Linked DNA regions of Mus musculus: regions 1, 2, 3, 5, 6 and 7 are each linked to region 4. A link is a contact called in public HiChIP or PLAC-seq and promoter capture Hi-C data. All regions are on one chromosome and are shown on one strand. The core of a region is the stretch at or near the end of the contact, and the rest is flanking DNA. Distances in the headings are between cores, read along the strand shown. Region 1 overlaps Cdh23 (cadherin 23 (otocadherin)). Region 2 has its middle 25 kb from the start of Psap. Region 3 holds the start of Sgpl1 (sphingosine phosphate lyase 1). Region 4 holds the start of Slc29a3 (solute carrier family 29 (nucleoside transporters), member 3). Region 5 has its middle 25 kb from the start of Pcbd1. Region 6 overlaps Cdh23 (cadherin 23 (otocadherin)). Region 7 holds the start of Pcbd1 (pterin 4 alpha carbinolamine dehydratase/dimerization cofactor of hepatocyte nuclear factor 1 alpha (TCF1) 1).

What was found. Promoter capture Hi-C pulls out the DNA fragments that hold promoters and counts their contacts. HiChIP or PLAC-seq counts read pairs in DNA pulled down with a chosen protein or histone mark. Capture Hi-C pulls out chosen DNA fragments and counts their contacts.
Region 1: an H3K27ac HiChIP or PLAC-seq map of acute myeloid leukemia shows a contact between it and region 4, with 5 times the contacts expected there. The contact joins the enhancer-like site here to the promoter of Slc29a3 in region 4. A contact is called at or near these places in 18 of 39 promoter capture datasets (the 3T3-L1 cell line, 3T3-L1-derived adipocytes, the C10 cell line and 13 more), 2 of 15 datasets of contacts at CTCF or cohesin (both in the NIH/3T3 cell line), 21 of 484 Hi-C or Micro-C datasets (B cells, the C10 cell line, the C2C12 cell line and 12 more), 25 of 115 datasets of contacts at active chromatin or transcription factors (the 230-238 cell line, the NIH/3T3 cell line, the SCID.adh cell line and 18 more) and 1 of 9 other capture datasets (liver).
Region 2: an H3K27ac HiChIP or PLAC-seq map of bone marrow-derived dendritic cells shows a contact between it and region 4, with 9 times the contacts expected there. The contact joins the enhancer-like site here to the promoter of Slc29a3 in region 4. A contact is called at or near these places in 7 of 39 promoter capture datasets (the 3T3-L1 cell line, embryonic stem cells, liver and 3 more), 1 of 15 datasets of contacts at CTCF or cohesin (pro-B cells), 9 of 484 Hi-C or Micro-C datasets (B cells, the N1E-115 cell line, bone marrow-derived macrophages and 5 more) and 11 of 115 datasets of contacts at active chromatin or transcription factors (acute myeloid leukemia, bone marrow-derived dendritic cells, bone marrow-derived macrophages and 8 more).
Region 3: a promoter capture Hi-C map of adipose tissue shows a contact between it and region 4, with 3 times the contacts expected there. The contact joins the promoter of Sgpl1 here to the promoter of Slc29a3 in region 4. A contact is called at or near these places in 14 of 39 promoter capture datasets (the 3T3-L1 cell line, 3T3-L1-derived adipocytes, the C10 cell line and 8 more), 1 of 15 datasets of contacts at CTCF or cohesin (embryonic stem cells), 4 of 484 Hi-C or Micro-C datasets (CD4 T cells, CD8 T cells, the N1E-115 cell line and 1 more), 5 of 115 datasets of contacts at active chromatin or transcription factors (cardiomyocytes, embryonic forebrain, memory CD8 T cells and 2 more) and 3 of 9 other capture datasets (adipose tissue, liver and macrophages).
Region 5: a contact with region 4 is called in an H3K27ac HiChIP or PLAC-seq map of embryonic stem cells, with 7 read pairs. The contact joins the enhancer-like site here to the promoter of Slc29a3 in region 4. A contact is called at or near these places in 16 of 39 promoter capture datasets (the 3T3-L1 cell line, cranial neural crest, embryonic stem cells and 8 more), 3 of 15 datasets of contacts at CTCF or cohesin (the NIH/3T3 cell line and embryonic stem cells), 39 of 484 Hi-C or Micro-C datasets (the C2C12 cell line, the HL-1 cell line, the N1E-115 cell line and 16 more), 31 of 115 datasets of contacts at active chromatin or transcription factors (the 230-238 cell line, the SCID.adh cell line, T-cell acute lymphoblastic leukemia and 17 more) and 3 of 9 other capture datasets (liver, macrophages and pancreatic islet).
Region 6: a contact with region 4 is called in an H3K4me3 HiChIP or PLAC-seq map of bone marrow-derived macrophages, with 5 times the contacts expected there. The contact joins the enhancer-like site here to the promoter of Slc29a3 in region 4. A contact is called at or near these places in 5 of 39 promoter capture datasets (the C10 cell line, cranial neural crest, frontonasal cranial neural crest and 2 more), 1 of 15 datasets of contacts at CTCF or cohesin (the NIH/3T3 cell line), 2 of 484 Hi-C or Micro-C datasets (bone marrow-derived macrophages and muscle stem cells), 21 of 115 datasets of contacts at active chromatin or transcription factors (the 230-238 cell line, the SCID.adh cell line, T-cell acute lymphoblastic leukemia and 17 more) and 2 of 9 other capture datasets (adipose tissue and liver).
Region 7: a contact with region 4 is called in a promoter capture Hi-C map of liver, with 3 times the contacts expected there. The contact joins the promoter of Pcbd1 here to the promoter of Slc29a3 in region 4. A contact is called at or near these places in 18 of 39 promoter capture datasets (the 3T3-L1 cell line, the C10 cell line, cranial neural crest and 10 more), 3 of 15 datasets of contacts at CTCF or cohesin (the NIH/3T3 cell line and embryonic stem cells), 13 of 484 Hi-C or Micro-C datasets (the HL-1 cell line, the N1E-115 cell line, bone marrow-derived macrophages and 5 more), 19 of 115 datasets of contacts at active chromatin or transcription factors (the SCID.adh cell line, bone marrow-derived macrophages, craniofacial prominence and 12 more) and 3 of 9 other capture datasets (adipose tissue, macrophages and pancreatic islet).

The regions. Positions count from the first base shown.
Region 1 is chr10:60,327,918-60,330,904 of GRCm38.p6, reverse strand. Cdh23 (cadherin 23 (otocadherin)) reads left to right here. Exons shown (of 71, transcript NM_023370.3): 45 at 992-1,099. Among named protein-coding and RNA genes, the nearest start is that of Vsir, 17 kb to the left of the region's middle. Within about 2 kb of position 1,669, at least 18 of the 459 cell types and tissues checked have an H3K27ac peak or open chromatin away from gene starts, as enhancers often do. A contact at or near this core is called in ECoMG-derived neutrophils and acute myeloid leukemia, where this site is marked.
Region 2 is chr10:60,250,824-60,254,097 of GRCm38.p6, reverse strand. No RefSeq gene overlaps it. Among named protein-coding and RNA genes, the nearest start is that of Psap, 25 kb to the left of the region's middle. Within about 2 kb of position 1,752, at least 78 of the 459 cell types and tissues checked have an H3K27ac peak or open chromatin away from gene starts, as enhancers often do. A contact at or near this core is called in acute myeloid leukemia, bone marrow-derived dendritic cells, bone marrow-derived macrophages and 3 more, where this site is marked.
Region 3 is chr10:61,146,253-61,149,460 of GRCm38.p6, reverse strand. It overlaps Sgpl1 (sphingosine phosphate lyase 1), which reads left to right and starts at 1,777. Exons shown (of 15, transcript NM_009163.4): 1 at 1,777-1,938; 2 at 3,130-3,203. The coding sequence starts at 3,177.
Region 4 is chr10:60,751,445-60,754,458 of GRCm38.p6, reverse strand. Slc29a3 (solute carrier family 29 (nucleoside transporters), member 3) reads left to right here and starts at 1,677. Exons shown (of 6, transcript NM_023596.3): 1 at 1,677-1,725. The coding sequence starts at 1,725.
Region 5 is chr10:61,063,297-61,066,357 of GRCm38.p6, reverse strand. No RefSeq gene overlaps it. Among named protein-coding and RNA genes, the nearest start is that of Pcbd1, 25 kb to the left of the region's middle. Within about 2 kb of position 1,552, at least 40 of the 459 cell types and tissues checked have an H3K27ac peak or open chromatin away from gene starts, as enhancers often do. A contact at or near this core is called in the N1E-115 cell line, cerebellum, craniofacial prominence and 5 more, where this site is marked.
Region 6 is chr10:60,370,287-60,373,255 of GRCm38.p6, reverse strand. The region is part of intron 39 of Cdh23 (cadherin 23 (otocadherin)); the gene reads left to right. Vsir (V-set immunoregulatory receptor) reads right to left here. Exons shown (of 7, transcript NM_028732.4): 7 at 572-2,969. Among named protein-coding and RNA genes, the nearest start is that of Vsir, 25 kb to the right of the region's middle. Within about 2 kb of position 1,430, at least 103 of the 459 cell types and tissues checked have an H3K27ac peak or open chromatin away from gene starts, as enhancers often do. A contact at or near this core is called in the 230-238 cell line, T-cell acute lymphoblastic leukemia, adipose tissue and 6 more, where this site is marked.
Region 7 is chr10:61,087,892-61,090,827 of GRCm38.p6, reverse strand. Pcbd1 (pterin 4 alpha carbinolamine dehydratase/dimerization cofactor of hepatocyte nuclear factor 1 alpha (TCF1) 1) reads right to left here and starts at 1,497. Exons shown (of 4, transcript NM_025273.4): 1 at 1,412-1,497. The coding sequence starts at 1,414.

The DNA.
Region 1 (2,987 bases), core at 420-2,919, 420 kb after region 4:
CCCTGAATCAAAAGAAGCAAGCGTAAGATGGATGCAGTATTGTATTCTATAATCCTAGCCCTTGAGACACAGCAGAGACATTAGGAGATCCGGTCATCATGGCACCATCGTTTGAGGTCAGTCCATGCTGTAAGAGACCCTGTCTTTCAAAAAAAAAGTAAAGCAACCAAGTATAATGAAAAAATCTACTCAAAATAAGTCATCTCTTGAGCCGGGCGTGGTGGCGCACGCCTTTAATCCCAGCACTCGGGAGGCAGAGGCAGGCGAATTTCTGAGTTCAAGGCCAGCCTGGTCTACAAAGTGAGTTCCAGGACAGCCAGGGATACACAGAGAAACCCTGTCTCGAACCCCCTCCCCCCACCCCAAAAAAAGTCATCTCCTAGAGCCAGACAGGTTGTGGGAATTCCAGCCAGCAAGGGAGCACCATCCGCCTTAATTAAACAACAGAGGGAGGCTTAGAAACAACTGAGTTGGTTTCTTTGGCTTGGACAATCAACCAGTCACTTGGCTATGGGCGCATTCATTAGCACAGTTGCCCTGATCCAGCGCTGCCCATGTGGATTGCGGTGCTCAGTACAGGAACTCAGTCCCAGTCAGTCAGGCCCCCTTTGGTTTTATTGAGCAGCAATTTTCTGGTATCCACCAACCACTCCCTTAATGCACCCCTCAAGCCTTCTCCTGGGCACACCCAAACTTCAAACTGTAAGATAGCTTGAGCCATACTTAAGTGCACCTGAGTTTCTCTCCTGGCCTCTTGGAGTGTCTGAAGACTGTTGACATCCAAGGTCCCTCTTTTGGGTTTGCCCAGAACTTGGTTATCACTGACTTACCATCTCCTTGGAAAGATCCTGGTGCCCTCCTTTGACCCTTATCTGTTAGGTACTTTAGGGAAGGTACTTCTAGCTGCCTAGGAACTGTGGTCAGAGCATGGGTAACTGGGGTGTGGGGGGTGGGGAGTACCTGCTCATCTAACCAGCCAGGCACATCCCAGACAGGGATTGTCACTGTCAACCGGCCCCTGGACCGAGAGCGCATCCCAGAGTACAGGCTGACTGTTTCTGTGAAGGATAACCCGGAGAACCCACGCATAGCCAGGAAGGTAAGGCTGCAAGACACTGAGGTTGGATGGGGTAAAAGAGGTGGGGAGGGGAAGAGAGAGGGAGAGGGGGTGGGGAAGCCAAGTGTGTGTGTGTATGTGTGTGTGTGTGAGAGAGAGAGAGAGAGAGAGAGTTGTAAGAGTGAGAATGGATACTCAAATACACACACACACACACACACACACACACACACACACACCTCCCCTGGTGAGCGGGTGGCAGCTTGCCACAGGCTTAGAAGCACACATCTGCCTTAGCAAGCGCTGGCTTCAGATCTCAGTTTTCCTGTCCACCAGTATGTGCTTGAGCCAATTCATTTTCTTCCCAGCCTCCCTTTTCTCTTGCATCCTTGAGTCAGTACTGAGCCTGGCCCAGGGCCAACACTCATTGGATGCCAGATGACCCCAGATGTATGTGTATGTACACACATAGGACTCAGACTTGCACTTAGAGGCCCTGAAGGGGGAGGGTGGGCTACAGTGTCCTTCGAATGTCAAACACACAGGCTCCTTACTGAAAGGCAGTGGGTGCTGCCTGACGGTCCCTTTCCGGTTGGAGTTGGTCTGTTCTTACTGCTCCTGGTGTCGGGCTAGGATCCTGTGCCTGTTTCCCCAGAGCTGCTCCGGGCCAGCTAAGTGGCCGTGTTGCCACACTGCTTTCTTAATACTTCAGTTTCCCCATCTGGACTCTGTTCTGGAACATGAGCAACTTATCAGTGGCTACACCAATGAAGGAGATACCACCCCCACCTCTGCCTACAGTCCTTTGTGAGGCCCTCATATTCTTGATAAGGCGCTTGATTTTATTGTAAAGGGATGCCAACTCGGTCAGATCCGTATCTGTTGGAATGACCGTGTGATTTCTGGCTCTGGGTCCACTTATGTGATGAATTGCATTTGTTAGTGTATACTGAACCATCTTGTCATCTCTGGAATGAAACCAACTTGATTATGCTGATCACCTGGAGGTGCCTCTTTCTTAGGCTTCCAAGAATTTTGTTGGGAATTTTTTGCATCTCTGTTCAATCAGAATGCGCTGTAGTTTGTTGTTCTTGAACAGGGTTAGGGTTCTCTGTTGACACAGAAAGCAGTCCCAGTGACAGCCATCTCAGGGAGCCCTTTCTTATATGATCCCTACTGTCTTAGTTAGGGTTTTACTGCTGTGAACAGACACCATGACCAAGGCAACATTTAATTGGGGCTGGCTTACAGGTTCAGAGGTTCAGTCCATTATCATCAAGGTGGGAGCATGGCAGCATCCAGGCAGGCATGGTGCAGGAGGAGCTGAGAGTTCTACATCTTCACCTGAAGGCTGCTAGCAGAAGTCTGACTTCCAGGCAGCTAGGATGAGGGTCTTAAGCCCAAGCCCATAGTGACACACCTACTCCAATAGGACCACCCCTCCTAATAGTGCCACTCCCTGGGACAAGCATATTCACACATTATGCCTACTGTGACTTCTATACATTTCACAGAAGTGCTGAAGGTTGATCTGCAGTATCCACAGTGTCTGTGGCACTGGTGGCAATTGTATTAACTGTGGTGAGGGGAGTTGGTTGGACCAGTAAACAGGTAGACCTCAGGGACAGGAGAATCAGCTGGCAGAGTGATAAAATATTCCTCTTCCCTCCATTTCCCTAAATATAATGAATCACTTGTCTGATGAGGCTTCTATGGTGCTGTCTTACCCCAAAGTGCATCCTGGGGCTTTGAAGCACAGGGTACCATCTCTGTGTCCCCATCTGAGGACTGCAGAGTCATATTTAGGGGCCCTAGCTTTGTATGAGAGTATGGGTGAACTTGGGCTAACATCAATCAGACATGAAGGTCTGAAAGCCAGGACTCACCTTCCAACCTGAAATCCCCCATCCGTAGGCAGCGTGGTGTGGCT
Region 2 (3,274 bases), core at 503-3,002, 500 kb after region 4:
AGGAGTCTCAGTCTCAATAAATAATAAATAGGTCTGGGCAGTGGTGATATACATGCCTTTAATCCCAGCACTCCAGAGGCAGAGGTAGGTGGGTCTCTGTGAGCTCAGACAAGACAGCCCGGTTGGGCCACAGTTAGGCTACAGCTTTAGAGACGAGCCTCAGCCCCAGTTGTAGGAGGACCCACACGAAGACTGAGCTGCACGTATGCTACCCATGTGCCAGGGGCCTTGGTCCAGCCCGTGTATGCTCTTCAGCTGGTGGCTCTGTCTCTGAGACTCCCAGGGGTCCGGGTCAGTTGACTCTGCTGTTCTTCCTGTGGGGTTCCCATCCCCTTCAGCTCCTTCGATCCTCCCCCCAACTCTTACATTGTGGTCCCTGACCTCTGACCCATGTTTGGCTGTGGGTGTCTGCTTCTGTTTCCAACAGTCCACAGATTACAACAGCAATATGCTGTAATCTATGGAGAGTAATTGTGGGAGGGAGAGAAGCAGGGAGAAAGAAAAAGAAAGGATGAAGAGGAGGGGAAACGTAAAAAGGCCTCTATCTGAAAGCAACTTATATTTGCAGCCTTAATAAGGCTGAATATTTAAAGCTTACTGTTGGCTACAGCATCTTGCTGTGTGGACCAGGCTAACCCGGAAGTCTCCATCCTCACTTTGGTGCTGATGGCCGGGATTACAACAGTGAAGCATTAAGCTTTGTTTGAAAAAAAAAATCTGTTTCTGTTGTAACAGGGATCGCAGGTATGTGAAGGGTGCGGTTTAGCTAATCACTGTAAGTAAGGTGGGTTCCCTAGGTTCCAAGAATTCCAGATGGGTGTGATCTGTGCCTGTGACCTCAGCACTAAAGAAAGCTGAGGAAGAAGGCTTTTACTACAAGTTTCAGGCCAGCCTGGGCTACAGAATGAGGGAGTCTCAGTAAATAATAAATAGGTCTGGGCAGTGGTGATATACATGCCTTTAATCCCAGCATTCCAGAGGCAGAGGTAGGTGGGTCTCTGTGAGCTCAGGGCCTGCTTTGGCTACCTAGAGAAGCTGTGGCCAGCCACAGCCACCCAAAACCCTATCTCAAAACCCAATCAGTCAATCAGTCAACCAACTGATTGGTTAAATCAGTCTTTGGTCTGCTGCTTCCTGGATCCTCGCCCAACAAAAAGCTGAGCCACCTCCTGACCTCTGTTCCCCCACACAGGGCATTTTTGGAGGTTAAGCTGGGGAGAGCAGCCCAGGATGCTTAGGGAAGCGACACCAACAGTTTCTGGCCACCACCTCCTCCCCTGCCCCCAACATTGCACAAGACTCCTTGAGCCTGTAGCCCTGAGCAATATCCATCCTCTTTCGAAATTACTACTGTGTGCAAAGCCAGTCACCTGCACTACAGCTTTCCTGAGAAAAGGGATCAGAAACCTTACCCATGGGACAGGCAGGGGTGATGGGTTCCCCTAGCCGGAGCAGGAGCACCCTCATTGCCCTAGGCCTGAGTGGGGCCATACTTGTGCACAGTTGGCACATGCACACACACACACAAACACACACACACACACATACACACACACACACACACACACACACACACACACACACACACACACACACACACAGTAGTGCTCTAGGGATAGGTGTGCCTGCCCTGCTAACCAGCAGCAGCTGGAGCTCTGGGTCGGTCGCTATTATTCAGATCATTCACACACTATGAGGTCACACACACCCTGCCTGTCCTCAGGGCGATCTTTCTAGGGCCCAAGAAGCCATTTGCAGCAAGAGGCCATCTGCCGAGGGGCCATCTCTCTCCAGTATGTTCTGGCCTGCCTGGGCCAGTGTGGTCCAGTTTACAACTTTGGAAGGAGCCCCCTCCCTCTCTCTGCCTTCAGTCTCCTCTTCAGTGAAGTTCAGATGAGGCAAAATAGAACAGACAATGAAGGGCAGTCCGGAAGTTAGAGAAGCCCCTCCCCTGAAGAGGACAAGTCCAGGACAGGCTCTGTGGTGCCTACCAGGGTTGAGGCACCTTATAGGCCTGGAGACCTGGGTTTGACTCCCGGGACCTCCTCCACAAATCTGTGCCTCCCCTCAACCCTTCCACTATTTTTTTTTTAATTTTAATTTTTGTTTTTATTTTTAGTTTATTTCATGTGTATGAGTGTTCTGCTTGTGTGTATGTCTGTGTGCCACTTGCATGCCCAGTGCATTCAGAGACCAGAAGGGGGCATCAGATCCTTGGAGCTAGCTGCCGTGTGGGTGCCGAGTATCAAACCCAGGTCCTCAGGAAGAGCAACCAGTGCTCTTAACCACGGAGCCAGCTCTCCAGCCCCCTAATTTTTTTTTTTTTTTATTAAAATTAAAGAAAGCCTGGGGCTAGAGAGATGGCTCTGTGGTTATTCACAAACACTGTCTGCATTTCCAGAGGTTCTGAGTTCAGTCCCCAGCACCCACATGGTGGCTCACAACCATCCTTAATGAAATTGGATGCCCTCTGTGTCTCTGAAAACAGCTACAGTGTACTTACATATAATAAATAAATCTTTTTAAAAAAATTCCCTTGAGGGGGCTAGTGAGATGGCTCAGTGGGTAAGAGCACCCGACTGCTCTTCCGAAGGTCCAGAGTTCAAATCCCAGCAACCACATGGTGGCTCACAACCATCTGTAACGAGATCTGACGCCCTCTTCTGGTGTGTCTGAAGACAGCTACAGTGTACTTACATGTAATAAATAAATCTTTTTTTAAAAAAATTCCCTTGAATGGGGAGACAGGGAGACCAGGATGGTGGGGTCTTCCTCCCTACCTGGAGAGAGGGTCTCAATCGGTCTGTCTGTTCCTCCTTGCCCCGTGGAGACCAGGTCTAACCTGTACTTTCGATATAGAGCAAGCTGGCTTTGAGATCACAAGAACCCACTTGCCTCTCCCTCCTAGGTGCTGGGATTATAGGGGTACACCTCCACCTCTGGCTAAGATGGGATCCCTTGTTGAACCTGGAACCCACAGCTCTTTTCAGCTAGATAGGTAGGCATCCTGTATCTGCCTGCCCCAGCTCTGGGGTCCCAGGTTGGAAACAGCCTGGCTTTCTATGTGTTCAGAGGCCAGCCTGGTCTACTGAGGTGGGGTTCAGGAAAGCCAGATCTACAAGGAAAGACCCTGACTCAAAACAAAACAAAACAAAACAACAAAACAAAAACAAATCAATCCAAGTCCCCAAGATGGCTCCGCAGGTGACGTCAGTGGCCACACAAGCCTGGCAAACCGAGTCCTGTGGACCAGAGAACACGAGGCTGTCATCTG
Region 3 (3,208 bases), core at 528-3,027, 390 kb before region 4:
TGCTTCTGAAAAAAACATTTCTGCCCAGTATTTATACCATTTGCCCTCTGTTTATTTCTTTTGGGGAAGTGAAGGCTGGGGTGGTATTATTTCCATTAACCAAGTTGACATGCTTTTTTCATTCAGACATCTTTAACCTTGATGGGAAAATCAAGTTTCCAACACAGAAAAGAGACCAAGGGCCAACCCCTTGCTCACTCAGTGAACATAACACAAGTTAAAGTCATCTCAGAGGAGGGAATATTGATTAAGAAAATGCCTCTATGAGATTCAGGCTATAGGCAAACCTGTAGGGCATTTTCTTAATTAGGGATTGATGGGGGAGGTCGCAGCCCACTGTGGGTGGTGCTATCCCTGGGTTGGTGGTCCTGGGTTCTATAAGCAAGCCAGCCATGAGGAGCAGGGCAGTAAGCAGCACTCCTTCATGGCCTCTGCATCAGCTCCTGCCTTCAGGTTTTGCCCTGTTTGAGCTCCTGTCCTGACTTCTTTTGTTGATGAACAGTGCTCTGGACGTGTAAGCCAAATAAACCCTTTCTTCCCCATATTTCTTTGGTCATGGTGTTTCATCACAGCAATAGAAACCCTAAAACAGTAAAATCTCAAAGCTCTTCCTTTAAAGACCCAGGTTAGGTGGTTGCTCAGATTAGTCTTGTCTGCAGACACTGGCTGGAAGTGACCAATTGTGTCCAGAATGCAAGGGTTGGGGTGGGGAATAGGGTCTTATTTTGAAGCCCCGGTTGGCTTCAAAATTGCCTCAGGAATTACAGGAACAAACCACCACACCAGGTTCAAGTTAATTATTTCAAGCATTTATTTTTATTTATGTGTAAGCGTGTGTGTGTGTGTGTGTGTGTTTATGGCCTCAGAGGCCAGAAGACAATGTCAGAGTCCATGGACCGGGAGTGGTGTTTGGGAGCCATCTTAAGTGGGTGCTGGGACCCAGCCTCACTGAGCCCTCCCTCCCCAATCACTTCACATAACCAGCTTTTTATGGGTATAATTTCAGTACTTGGGAGCCTAAAGCAGGAAGATTGATTCAAGTTCAAGGCCAGTTTATAGCTTACACGACAGAGTGAGACCCTGTCTCAAACACTAACCAGCCCCTAAACTGTTGAGTGTAGTGGCTGGCAGGAAGATTGTGAGTTCAAAGTTATCCTAAGATACAGGACCAGTTTGGGGCCAGCATGACCTAAGTCAGAACTTGGATCAAAACAAAGAATTGTTAAGAGAGATGTCACCTTAGATTTTTGGAAGGCTGTGATGAGGCGGGAGAAAACCTAGATCAAAGCCTTTGACTGCCCTACAGAAAGACCTCAAAGCCAGTCTCGGCAACTTAGTATAAAAAGCCTGCATCACAAAACAACAACAAACAACAATAGCAACAAAAGACAAACACAAAGAGTAGCCTGAAGAAGTTGTAAACTCACAGGGCCAGCTGCTGGCGAAAGGTGAGACCCCTAGACACCCTATCTGGCTTAGACACAGTCCCTACCCGGCCAGCAGGCGGCGCGCACGCCCACACGGCTCTGGGCGCCCCGAACCTTGGCGCCGAGCCTCTCAACCCTGGCGCCATTACTTAGCCCTGGCCACAAACTCTCGCCTGAGTTCCCCCGACACCACAGCCCGGACCCAGCAGTAGGCGGGCGGAGGGCTGCGGGGCGAGCCGAGCCCAGCGCGGCGTCGGACGTGCGCGCGCCCGACAGCGGCAAGGGCGCGCACGGCCCGGGCTCCTGGAGGCGGGCGGGTACCCCAAGGCCATTTCCGGGAGGGGCGGGGCCGGGGGCGGCGCACCTCCAATCTCTGCGGCGGCGGCGGAAGGGGGAACCCGGGTCCCGTGGCCAGCGAGTGAGTCGCTCGCAGAACCGAGGCGCGTGAGGTGGGCGGCGGCCAGCGGAGCCTCTGCGGGGAAAGAAGGAGCCGGGTCCACAGCCTGAGGAGGTGGAGCTGCCGCGGCGGGCTGGACCCGGCGGGAGCAGTGGGGAGCCGAGAGGAGCTGGAGGGATCCGGGCCCGGGCTGAGGGGAGAGGAGGGAGGCCGAGCTGTGGTTGGGGAGCCGAGAGGGAATTGGGTTGTGGGGAGCTGCGCGGAGGGAACCGGGCTGTGGGGAGCTGCGCTGAGGGAGGCAGGTCTGTGGTTCATGGAGAGCTGGGCTGAGGGGAGCGCGGCTGAGGAAAGCAGGGCCCGAGCTGAGAGGGAGCCGGGCTGAGGGAGAGCTGGGCTGAGGGGAGCGCGGCTGAGGAAAGCGGGGCCCGAGCTGAGAGGGAGCCGGGCTGAGGGAGAGCTGGGCTGAGGGGAGCGGGGCCCGGGCTGAGGGGGAGCAGGGACCGGGCTGAGGGGAGCAAGGGTTCAGGCTGAGAGGGTCCTGGGCTGAGGGGAGCGGGGCCCGAGCTGAGAGGGAGCCGGGCTGAGGGAGAGCCGGGCTGAGGGAAGCGGTGCCCGGGCTGAGGGAAGCAGGGCTCAGGCTGAAAGGGAGTGGGCTGAGAGGAAGCTGAGCTGAGGGGTGCAGGTCCGTGGCACAGGGAGAGGTGGGATGAGGGAAGCGGGGCCCAGACTGAGGGGAGCAGCGCCTGGGCTGAGGGGGAGCCGGGCTGAGAAGGAGCAAACTGAGGGGTGCGGGCCCCAGACTGAGGGGAGCAGGGTCGGGGCTGCGGGGTCGGGGCTGAGGGGAGCGGGGCCCAGGCTGAGGGGAGCAGGGCCCAGGCTGAGAGGGTCCTGGGCTTAAGGGAGTCAGGCTAAGAGGGGGCGGGCTGAGGGGAGCCGGGCCTGGTCTGAGGGGGCTGGGTCCGGGCTGATGGGGAGCCGAGCTGCGGGGTGTGGGTTCCCGACTGCTGTGGGGCGTCGGAGAGACCCAGGCTCGAGTCTGTGGCCGGGGCTGAGTAGTGGCGCCAGGCTACAGGGGCGCGGGGGAAAGGCAGGCCGGGCTGGAGGAGTCCCGGGTCCCGCTGTGCCGAGAGGCGGCGGCGCTGCCGTGGGCCCGGGGAAGGGGCGTGTCCCCGCGTGCACGCCGCGGGCTCCACTGCTCCGGGGTGCCGGGGTCGGCTGGAGCGCTGCCAAAGCCGGCAGGGGGATCCCGCGGAGGGGCAGCGCCGGCCGGGCTGCCGAGTAAACAGCTGCGTTTCCCCTTTGCAGACGCAGAGGCAGGGCAGCCCCGGGGAGGGAGCCGGCTGCAGAGGAAGATGCCCGGAACCGACCTCCTCAAGCTGGTGAG
Region 4 (3,014 bases), core at 428-2,927:
CCAGGAGTTCCCTAACTCCTGAGTTTCTACCACCGAGAGATCAAGTCCTGTAAGCCTCAGTTTCTTCCTGGTGTCTGCTTTAATTCTTGCTTCCAGCTTCCTATCTTCAGTTTTGGCTCCGATTCCCCTCAGTGGAGTTCTAAGATGAAATTAACCCTTTCCGTCCCAAGTCAGTTTTACTCCGGGGTTTTATCACAGCAAAGGACACAGGGAGACAAGGAGAACCGCCCAGGCTACCTTCTTGTTTGCTGTGCTTTTTCTGATCCTGAGGTAACCTTTGCCTCCTCTGTGCCCTGTAGGGAGTGTGCCCACGGCTTGGAGCATGCTAGCTTCTGCTCTCCCACAGAGCCGAATTCCAGACCTCACGTGTTCCCCTTGCAGTTGAGGCTGGTATTTAGGCCATGTTTTGAGATTTACTCATTTCTCTGAGCCTCACCCACGTGTGTATGTGGGTATGCATGTCTGATGTGTGTGCATATGTACATGTGTGCATGGGTGCATGTATACATATATGTGAGTGTGTCTAAAAGTGTGCATGTGTATGTGTGTGAGTGGGCAAGTGTGTGTGTGTCTGTGTTACACATTATTAAAAGCCTGTTGTTTTTCTTCTGTGTTTGATATTAGGGATCCTTTGCCAACTAGGAACCATGATGGGTAGAGAAAATTCTATTTTTTCCCCCTTCACACTTATGAAAAGAAGCCTACTAAGCTTTGGCATCAGTAAGTCCCCAGCTGGTCTCTGGGACTGGCCCACACCAGCCTTGCTTGTGCCCACGTTTTCTCTGGTCTAGCGCAGGACATCAGCCAACTCCTACTCTGCCTCTTTCTTTTCCCCTCCTGTCCTTACCTCCTCTCCTCAGGTGATCTGTAAGGACAGCGCAGGCATGTATACTCCAACCCTAACGCCGCCAGGGTCTCAAGTAACCTGGGCTGACCACTATGTAGCTAAGGTGAGCCTAAACCCCAGAGCCTCCCAAGTGCGGGTGGTAGGTGACACCTACACGTCCCCTGCAGGGCAGCGGAGGAAGTCACCCCCCAGTGGTAAGGGATTGGGTAGAAAGGAAGCCCAAACTTCTGCCACTCTTGGGTGTTTCCTTAGGTTCCCCACTTTTCTCTCTCTCTCTCAAAAAGAAAACAAAAACAAAGCACATCGGTTCCGTAACCCCCACTCTGCACTCGGAGCTGTACAGGAGCCATCTTCAGCTCTCTCCTGAACTTTGATCTCAGAGTCTCCCAAAAGTTTCTCTTCTGCAGATGTGGCATCTGGATTGCCCCTCCAACACAAATCTGCTCACTCTGGCCTCGCTCACTGCCACCAAATAGCTTCAAGCTCTCTCTGCGGCTCTCCACCTAGGCTGGGAGGCCAAGTTCATCTTGCTGGTACATCCTGCTCTGGAAGTATTGAGGGGGAGCAGGGGGCTGTGGGGCACCCTAGGGAATGAGGCGGTGGATACCAATAGGGAGTCAGGCAGGACCTGTTCCAAAGCCACACTTTTTTCACTTTGCAATTGGACGCCTGCAGTTACTGCCGTAGGCCAGGAAGAGGCGCGCGTGGGGGCGGGGCCAGAGGGAGGAGTCGGCAAACCCGGAAGCGCTGAACGGGGCGTGGTGAGCTGAGAAAAGGAGGGCGGGGCTGGGAGGACAAGGGCGGAGCCCGGCCTGGCTGAGCTCTGGTCACAGTGGCCCAGCGCCTTGGACCTGGTGGAGGTAGCAGCGGCAGCGACAGTAAGTGCGGGTGCAGCGGCCCCCATGCTTGGCTGGGTCTTCCCTTCCCGAGGCTGAGCCTGGCCTCTCCTCCACACTCTTCTCTGGTCCCGCGTGTGGGGACAGGTCGGCCCGAAAGATCCAGAAGGCTTTGCGGGTCCGGATCGGATGCCACAGCTGCCTCTGCAGCGAGGACTTGTCTTAGCCTACTGCCAGGCTCGCTCTTGGACCCCAGCCTGTGTCCACAGGAGCCATCGTGGCACACGGGCTGGCCAGACATGTTCTCAGTCCCCAGACTCCTACCCTTTCCAGCTCTGACTGGTCCTTACCCCAGGACCCCAGTCAGAGGCAGGGACAGCTTGGCCCCGGGAGGTTCTCCGCCTCCTCTCCTTTCTTTGTCTTTCTCTATTCATCCAAAGCCACAGCTACCTTTTATAAAGAGTAATAAGGCGTTGCTCAGTCCACTGCACCGCCCGTGACCTGGTTAGAGAAGATCCCTGGCAACTTCAGATGCTTGGTCAAGGCTGAGTAGTCCTTGATGAATAGACACAGTAGCTGAGAAGGGACTTCAGACCTGTGTGGGTCTGGGTGACCCACACTGAGCCGCTGAGCCGTGCGCCCACCCTCCTAGCCTGAACTTCTGGAAATGGAACAGGTCCTTGCCAGTTCTCTGATGCTTCATGATTATCTTTCACACTAAAAAAGAAAATACGTGTACATATGTGTGCCTTTGTGTGGGTATGTGCAGTTCTTTCAGGTGCCCACAAAAGCTACAGGAGGGCATAGAATTCCCTGGAACAGGAGTTAAAAGTAGCTGAGCTACTTGACTAGGGTGCTGGGAACTGAACACGGGTCATTTGAAAGAACAGCAAGCGCTCTTCACTGCTGAAACATTTCTCTAGATTCTGTTTATATTTAAAAAACAAACAATAATTTAAAGCACGTTTGCATGGATGGCCCTGTCTAGGTCCTTGCATGGTCCTCTTTGGTCTTTGTGTGAATTAAGGCTGTAGAGGGGTCTGCTCAGCTTGCTAGGACACTGTAGAACCTCTGGCCTGCCTGAGCCAGGGCTCCGCTGCAATAGTCAGGGATCTGTTTATCCAGCAGTGCTGATGAGGGGCATTCCCCTTGTTTGTCTCTGCTCATAGCTTCTTGCTGCAGGAAGCCTTCAAGAGGGAGGGCTATGGGGACTTGGAACCAGCAGATGGAGTCACATTCCCAGATTATCCCTGGGGGTTGGGGGAGGGAGATGAGGTTAGGGAAACCCCCCCCCCCCCCCAGGGCATCCAGACAGCGTGACTGTATCATCC
Region 5 (3,061 bases), core at 303-2,802, 310 kb before region 4:
TGCTGGGCCTGATTGAGAACAGGTCTACAGGGTACGGCTGAGGCTATGTCATTACCAAGTGCCTGATAACTGTTGAGAAGAGAGGCTCGTGGGCCATCTTGGAATGTCTCAAAGCTCTGAACACATCAGGAGTGATCTCAGGTACCCTGAGAGCCTCTAGACATGGCCGTTCACTCACTAAGTGGGGTCCTTCCCCTGCTGGCTGCAGCTGTTCATGTTGCCAGTTTGGGTGTGGCCAGTCAGACACAGTCAAATAACCCAGAGCCCTTTTTCTGGTACCTCTGATACTCCTCTTTGATGGCTGTGGTGGAGAGTTCCAGAGCTGGGGAAATGAGGACCATGATGTGTCTTCCTGGTGGCTGTCTCCCCACAGGGGACCATTTGTAGAGTCATCGCAGGAAACAGAGGCTAGGTCAACAGGGACAGCTATGCCCACGGCCCACCCTGCAGTCTTCTGGGCTGAATATCTACTGGCCCCGGGGCTCCTTCCAGCTTTGCAGTGGCCAGGGAGTCTGTAGGAAGGAGCTCAGGGCCGAAGGGACGCCAGATGGAGGACCAGTCCAGTTCAGCAAAGCAGAAGGCGAAAACAGGTCCCAGCTGGGGGTTCTTTCCAGCTGGACCTAGGATATGCTGAGACAGATCTGTGTCCCGCTGAATAAGTTCTGATTAACTGCACTGCCTTTGAACCTGGCAGAAGCGGAGGTGCTGGGGTGCATCAGGTAGGGACTGAGTTAATAAAAATATCTGAGTTTGTTTCGGTGCAGCTCATTGGGTGGACCAGTAGCCACAGTCAAGTGGGGGGTGGGGGGTTGGCCTGCAGACTTCTCTTCAAGAGACACTCCCTAGGACTGGCTGGCAGCCTGCCCTGCAAATGGTAGCCCCTCCCCCTCACAGGGAAGGGCACCCCGCCTCTCTTCGTTCTGTCTAGTCAGTGACAGAGCTGGGGAATCCTATGGCCAGGCCATATTTGGTGCTCCTAGTGCGTCTTGAGATGTCCTCATGGCTAGGCTTGATGAAGCTTGTCCCAGTTCATGCTATTGTGGTGTCAGAGCACCATAGTCTGCGGGTTCCTACCTCCTACGGCTCCCCTTCTCCCCTGCACCCTTTGTGGGAATATCCCCAGGGACTCTGTCTTGTATGACACAAGGGGCTCTTGCAGTACCCACCGTCCCGGCAGGAATACATAGCCTGGAAAAAAAACAGCCTGCGCAGCCCCACAAAGTCTATCCTTTGTGGGATTCTGGGCACAGGGGTCGGAGGGCATAAGATCCTGTTTTATTTAGCCTTTGGCTTTGCTGAGCTGGACTGGTCCTCCATCTGGCGGCCCTGCGGCCCTGAGCTCCTTCCTACAGCCCCCATGACCTCTGTGGGCTTTGAAGAGTGTCAGGGCACAGAACGTGTGGAGATATTCTGGCTCCACTTCCCTATATTCATAGAGAATCACAGAGAAGTTGAGTTAGCCATCTTTCCTGCAGCCGCATAGTAGCTTTGAGGAAGGCTGGCCAGGGGCGTGGTCTATACAGGGGCGTGGCCTCTCCTGGGTTCACGTCCCCTCATAGGTCAGAGCTCCCAGGGCCAGGCATCCAGTTATCCAGCCCAAAGCGCCAGGTCTTCTCCCAATTATTGTGAAGCCTCTCCAGGCTGGGCCCTCTGCTCGCTTACCCCCTTGTCCCCCAGAGGCAGCTGACCCTCTTTTCAGTGCACAGGGCCTCCTGTGGAACTAGAGGTCTCAGGCACTCATTTAAGCTGAGGTTCAGATACAGGAATCGCTTCCCTAGGCCCATAGCAGGCTAACATTATCGCAGAGTCACAGACCTCTTTATACCCTAAGGCAGCCATTGGGTCCTGGTGATAAATCCCAGCAGGCTTTCTGAGGCCAGAGCTAAGATCTAGAACCACGAGGGAGACAATATCTGTGAAGGGTTATCTTGATTAGGTTAATTGAGGGACTAAGGCCCACTCCAAATGTGAGCAGTTGTAGGGTTAAGGGGTCCTGCATCCTCTCGGCCGGCCACAAGCTCCGGTCCCTAAGGGAGGTGGAACATGGGAACTTGTACTGCACTTACCACGCCAGTGCCGGGCTATGGGAAGCCATGGGACACCGCTCCAGGGGTGGGGGAGCACAGTCTGAGGTCCCGGGGACAGCTGGAGCTGGCTCAGGGGTCCTTAGGACTGCAAGCAGGCTGGGGCATCTGGTTCTCAGGCTCTTGGGCACCCAGGCGCTGCTGGATGCCAAGGAAGAGCTGAGAACTGAGTGGGAGCCTGCAGGCTGGATCTAGCCTGGGGCCGAAGCGGGAAGGGGGATACTCCAGCTGGATCCTGTGGGGATAGAGCCCTTGGTTTGTTGGTGGGTGGCTGGCTTGGCTTGGTGGTCGCGGCTGAGAGCATAGAGAGGCCTTGTACCAGAGATTAGACTCGGATCTATAGTTGAAGGGCTTCTCTATGGCTCTCCACGGCGGATCCCAGTGAAAAGAGACAGTTCATGGTTTATTGTCATGGCAGAAAGTGGATGAGTAAAACTGTACCCCATTTCTCAGGGGCGGGCCTGAGGTTAAATACCTTTTGCAGAGAGGAGCGTCTGGGAAGGAAAGCTTAATTGGCTTCAGGCCTTTAGGTACCTCATTAAAATGAAGATCTGTCTTGAGGCTACGTCCTGTGGCGGGGCTTGGGGCATGGCCCTTATATGACTGAAGGACACAAATCTATGGAAAGCTGAGGCCTCATGCCAGGAGCCTAGTGTTCAGGAACCAGGTAAAACGCCTGCTGTTCCTCAGGGTCACCGGGGTTTCCAGCCTGTGTTCCACCAGAAACCAGGCTGCCTTTCACAGTCCTACAAGCCATCATCCTATGGGCTACTCATAAAAAGAAGAAAGCTGAACCCTGCCCTCCCCCCCACCCCCACCCCGCCCCGCCCCCAGCATTTGTCTCTCTTCTTCCGGACTTCAGTCACATTGTGTCCAGCTGCATCCAGCTCTTGCTGCCTCCCTGATAGGTCGGGACCTTCAGACCTTAAGAAAGTTCACAAAAACCTTTTCCTCCTTTAAAGTGAATTTTATTTTAT
Region 6 (2,969 bases), core at 181-2,680, 380 kb after region 4:
TTCAATGACAGGAAAGGAGCTAGGCCTGAGAGGCAAGAGAACCAACATTAGTCCCACCAGCCACAAAACATGTGCCTTTCAGAACCACCATTTCCTTCTGCATTAAACAGGGATGGTAAAGACTCTTGCTTGGGGGTGGAGGAGGCTCAGCAGATACAGTGCTTGGCACGCACACATGAGGAACCAGAGTTCAGATTCCCAGCACCCACAGGCCGCGTGTAGTCTATAACCCCAGCAGTTCGGGGTAGGGTGGGACAGGTACAGGCAGGTCCCCAGAGCTCGGTGCTTAGCTCCAGATTCACTGAAGGGTCTGCCGAAAAGAAAGTGGAACACTAACGAGTCAGCTCAGCTCTACTTACAGAGGATCCACATGGCAGCTCACAACTATCTATTCCCTAACTCCATTCCCAAGTGATCCATTGCCCTCCCGGCCTCCACCGGTGCCTAGCATACATGTGATGCTCTTAGAGACATGCAGGGCAACAAAACAAAACAAAACAAACAAAAAAACAAAACAAACAAAAAACATGCACATAAAATTTTAAAATAAATGCTAAAAATACACAATGGTGGAGTTGGAAAAATAGCTCAAGTAGTTAAGAGCTGACTTTTAATTTGTTGCTCTTGCAGAAGACCCAGGTTTGATTCCCAGTGCTCACACTGTAGCTCATAGCCACCTGTAACTCCAGTTCCAAGCGTTCCAGCAGGCATGTACGTGACACCTATGCATGTATTCAGGCAAAACATTCATATAGTAAATAAATCGTAAAAAAAAAAAAAACATACATTGCAAAGGAATGGAGGAAGACACCCAGTGATTTCTGACTTCCATATGCACACACAAAAACATATATACACGCAAACATCATATATATACACACAGAAAGGCTTTCAAGACTGATATGGAGACAGATGTCAAATAAACAAGAACACACGTGGAAATCTTTTGGGAAGCATATTTTAACCAAAATGATTAAGACATGGCATTCATACTGCCACTTCCCTTCCTGAGTCCAAGGCAGGCATTACTAATCAATCTCAGAACTTTCTTATCAACTGTATCCTTAGCAGAATTCCTCTCACCATATTTTCCAGGAAGCCACACCCAACAGATCAGAACCCAGTGAAATGTTTATCCCCTGGCAATAATGCCATTATAGAGATCTTCACTGGCCCAGACAAAGCTAGATCCCCAGAGTGGAATCCTGAGGTCCTGGTTCAAGCCAGTTACCCAAGGACTCTGTCAGCTATCTGCTCCCCAGGCTGGCATTAATCCTCACCCTCCCAGGACTCCCAGGACTCGCACTCATGGTGGAGAAGGAAAGTGCCAGGGTAAAGCAGCAAGCATGCAGAACATGAGCCAGATGAGCCGTATTCTCTGTGATCTGGGACTGGCACTCAGCTGGGCTGTCTGTGTTTCAAGAGACTTTTGCACTGCCCTCCCTTCCCCCCATCCTGCCTGGCACCCTCCTCCCCCAGTTCCTCTTTTGCCTATTTTAGTTCCCTGAGAAATTTTTAGTTCAGCTCCCACCATGGCAGGTTCAGCGCTGGCATGGACACTGCTCTAGCTCACACCCAGGAAAGCCTTTTCCAGGAGGGAGCATCCTAACAGTGCCCAGGTTAGGAAAGACAAAGGGCCCTCAGCAGCCCGTAGCCTAGCCGCCTCCTCCAAGTCCTCCGGGGAGCAGTTCTCAAAGAAGGAGCTAGCCCCTTCCAGGCCTCTCAGCCCCTTCTCCGCCTCTTCCTGGCAGAAGTAGGGTAGCCCCGGGGTTGCTCTTTTGAGAAGTTGGTCCAAGGCACACTACAATACTTCAGCAGGGTCAGCTCGGTCCACAACAGCTACCAGTGGCCCTTTGGCTTGTCAAGAAGCCCCTGCTTTATCAGACACCTTTCCTCCTGGTTTCTCCCATCCCAGGCCCAGGGAGAGCTTCATCGGAGATAGGTAGAGACCCTCCAGAGATAGATAAAGCACCCGCTCCAAATTTCTGATGGATTCCGTAAGGATCAATTACCTCCTCAAAATACAGACTTCGCTCTCTAGGCTTTTGCTGGTACCAGGAACCCAATATGGCCCTTGAGGCTACAGGGCTCCTCCCTCCTCTTGGGGAACTCAGTTCCCCACTGTGTCTCATTGCCACCCCATCTTTTGCCCCAAGGGCTAGCACCTCAGGGCACCTCCATTTTCCACCCTAAGATCCTGCAGCTGTCTCTACAGCAGCAGCAAGGTGGTAGCACCCAAGTTCATGGATGTAGACAGAACCCGGACCACACAAAACTTCACCCAAAACAGGAAACCACCAAGCTGACATGCCTTTGCTTGCAGGGTCCCAAGAAGAAGAGACTTAGAGCCCTACAGGAGGAAGCTGGGCAGGAAGCGAGTGGTTCTTCTGCTGGGGGCCTCCTCTCCTTTCCACGGAGCTGCAGCCATGCAGGGGTCCCCACAGGCAAATTCTTAGAAGTCATCTGAGTGGTGAGGTCTGAAGCTTAGGGCTGGAGACAGGTCAGGCTCCCCCAGGGGACAGGCTATACTCATCGTTCAGCTGGTCTGTGGGTTCTAGTCTTTGACTGGCCTCACAGCCCTGCCACTGAACAGCTGGCAGTTCGCCAGGCCATTATCCCCAAAGCCAAACAGAACAACACATTCTGTCTATAGTAACTGCATAGATCTAGAGCAATGGATGGTGCAGAAGAGTGGACCCTGAGGATAAAACAGGGGTCATGGCTTTGATGCCCTGGCCACCCCGACACTCCTATGATGATGATACAAAGCCTCTAAGGATCCCCAAGCCCCAGGTATAACTGGCATCCCACATCTTGGACCTCATCAGACAACTTGTCTGGGTCCCCAGCAGATAGCTTATTGCTGCTTCCCGGCCTGAAACTCTCTCTTCTCTCCCCACCCATCTGTCCTCAGGGAATGAATGGGGTTCTCCCTGGCTGCAGGCCCAGAACAGGAGCTTTCCTACCCA
Region 7 (2,936 bases), core at 248-2,747, 340 kb before region 4:
GAGGCTCTCAGGGTGGCTGTCTTAGGAACCTAGGACCACAGGGCCCAGACTCAAAATGGAAGTAGTCTGTCAAGGGCACCTGGCATGCTCATTACCCTGTTATACAAAGTGCCCACGGTGTGATCCCCCAGCACATACCAGGTCAGGTCCTGAGTGGACCCCTGGAAAACAGAAGTTAGTGTCTGTTCTGTCCTCTAGAGGAACGTGGGGCCCTGAGTCTAACAAGCTAGGATTGTGAAAGAGAATCACCCAGGGATACAGTGTTCAACTGACAAGGACTCAAATTTGGCTTGGGGAGCAGGAGGAAGGTGAACTGTGTCCTGCAAGCCACCCATCGTTTCCATACCCTGGGGTGGGTATCGAAATGGCCCTTTGGCTTCATGAGTGAAGGGATGAGACCCACTCCTTAGACCAAGAGATGCCAGTGGAAATACTTCAGTAGCAAGGTTATCAAGTGAAAGTCAGCTTCATTAAAAAAAAAAAAAAAAACAAAAAACCAACACTTCCTAGAACAAGAACATCTGTGACAGTTCTCAGGCCAGCAGTGGGGCCTACAGAACCAACACCAGTGTGTGTGTGCTCTCAGAAACAAGGGGCTCCAGCTCAGTGCAGAGATCTGCTCTGTGGTTAATGAAGGGGGTGGGGGACTTCCAGCATTGACCCTTCAGTGGGTGATAAGCGGGACACTTGTAACCAGGCAGCCAGGTATCAACAGGGCTCCACTCTTTAGAATTTTCCAGAACCAACTTTCAGGCTGACAATGCTCTGAACTCAGGTCAGAGGGGTAAGGGCCTTATTTGCTTAGGGAAGCTCTGTCAGCTTGTTAGTGTGGGCTGAGCGATTACTGATTATCCAAGCCTGTGGTGTCTTTGGGCCCAATGACTCTTCCCAGGCCTCAGCTGCCAAAACACCCTCCTATCCCTGATCGAGTACAGAGAACCCGAACCACGCTATTTGGTAAGGGTTGCAGGGAGGTCTAGGGGCTCCTTTCCTAGGGACCTACCTAAGATCCTGACCCACCACCACGCCAAGGTGGGACACAGCACCCTATCTAGGTGTTAGGGCGGGGCTTAAGGCCAGGGACAGCACTGGGTGCAGAGAGAACTGAACACCACCCCCACCCCCACCCCAATCTGGCAAGCCTGTAGGGCCAGGCAGCGCCACGGAGACTTGCCTTGCTGCCACACCCCGCCAGCAGACTAGGCCTGGGAGTTGGGACAGGCTAGGTTTCCAGGCCCACCGCCACCGCCCCCAAGGGAGGCCAGGCGACTCTAGCCCGGCTGGATGGCGCTGCAGGAGGCTCAGCGTGGCCCGCGCCCCCAGCATCGGAGCCCTAGTCGTCTCTCCACACCACCCCCCGCCCCCCACTTCCTGGTCTCCTCTCAGGGTCCACCAGACTTCCTGCGCTTACCATGTCCAGTGCGGGAAGCAGGTGGCGGCAGCGAGGGAGAGAGCAGCGGGCAAGCAGCAGGCCACCGCGGGGGCGGGGCAGAGATCCGGTGGCCGCGGGTAATAATTAACATGGGTCCTCCTTGCTCCACGCCCTTGCAATGCTTTCCATGCCCTGTGCTCTGTGAGCATGGCTGCGTGATGGGCTCCAGGGCAAAAGCTTTGACATCTCAGTACCTCTGCTCCCTCTCTGCCAGAGGACTCTGGGCACCAGACTGCCTGACCTATTGTTACAGTAACAACGACAACAAAAGCCACCCAGATAAATGTCACATACACTGGACTGCACATATATAAAGTGCACAGTTTTAACCATCTTAACAGAACAGAAGACTTTTTTAAAAAAGATTTATTTATTATATATAAGTACACTGTAGCTGTCTTCAGACACACCAAAAGAGGGCATCAGATCCTATTACAGATGGTTGTGAACCACCATGTAGTTACTGGGAATTGAACTCAAGACCACTGGAAGAGCAGCCAGTGCTCTTAACCACTGAGCCATCTCTCCAGCCCAATAGAAGATATTCTAAAGGGACTCAACGTATCCCTCCTTTGGGCTATCAGGCTATTGAAACAATGGAACCCAAGAAATCAGAATTTCTTCCAGGAAAGGCATGGTATGAAAAGGAAAAACTAAGGTCTGGTGCCAGCCAGAGAAGAAACTTGTCTACTGGAAAGATTTCACACCATTCTGGCAATTTGCCAGGCCACCTTGTTTAGTAAGGTATTCCTCTTGCCCGCTGTTTAACCTTGAGCCGTAGATTAGGTCCCAGTGGACAGACTTGGAGGCTCATGGACCCCTTCATTTCTCTTCCCAGTAAAGCTGTATTGAGTAAATCACCTTGCTTGCTGTTTTAATCACTGTTTTAATTTTTAAGATTTATTTGTGTGTGTGTGTGTGTGTGTGTGTGTGTGTGTGTGTGCGCGTGCGCATTTGTGTGGGTGCATGGATTTATGTGTACTGTGTGCTGTATGCATGTAGATGCCATGGAGGCCAAAAGGGAACATTGCATCCCCTGGAATTGCACTTAGGTGTTGTTGTGAGCTGCCTCATATGGGTACTGGAGCCAAATTCAGATTCTCTGCGAGAGCAGTAAGCGCTCTGAGCCCTCTCCACAGCACCTCTGCTGTGACTTGTCTCTTTCGTTGGCATATAGAGAGTAGTGGGTGAGCCCTGCTTGTTAGGACTGCCAGGGTCCAGGCTCTGACCCTAATAACTTCAGTGACATGGAGGGACATGTGCTTCTCTTAGGAATCCATCAGCAGGATTAGGAACACCTCTCCCTGTGCCACCAGATAGCCTCTCTCTTCCAGGGCTCCCCCTAAGCCAATGCTCTTCAATTGCTGGCAAGCAGGTTGCATTTTCTAGACATCCCCATGGCCCCATGCATTGAAACCATTTAGTTTATACTTACCTTTGAAGTCCATTCATGTTCTATGTACCATTAGTTGATTCTTTTCTTTCTTTTTTTTTTTTAAAGATT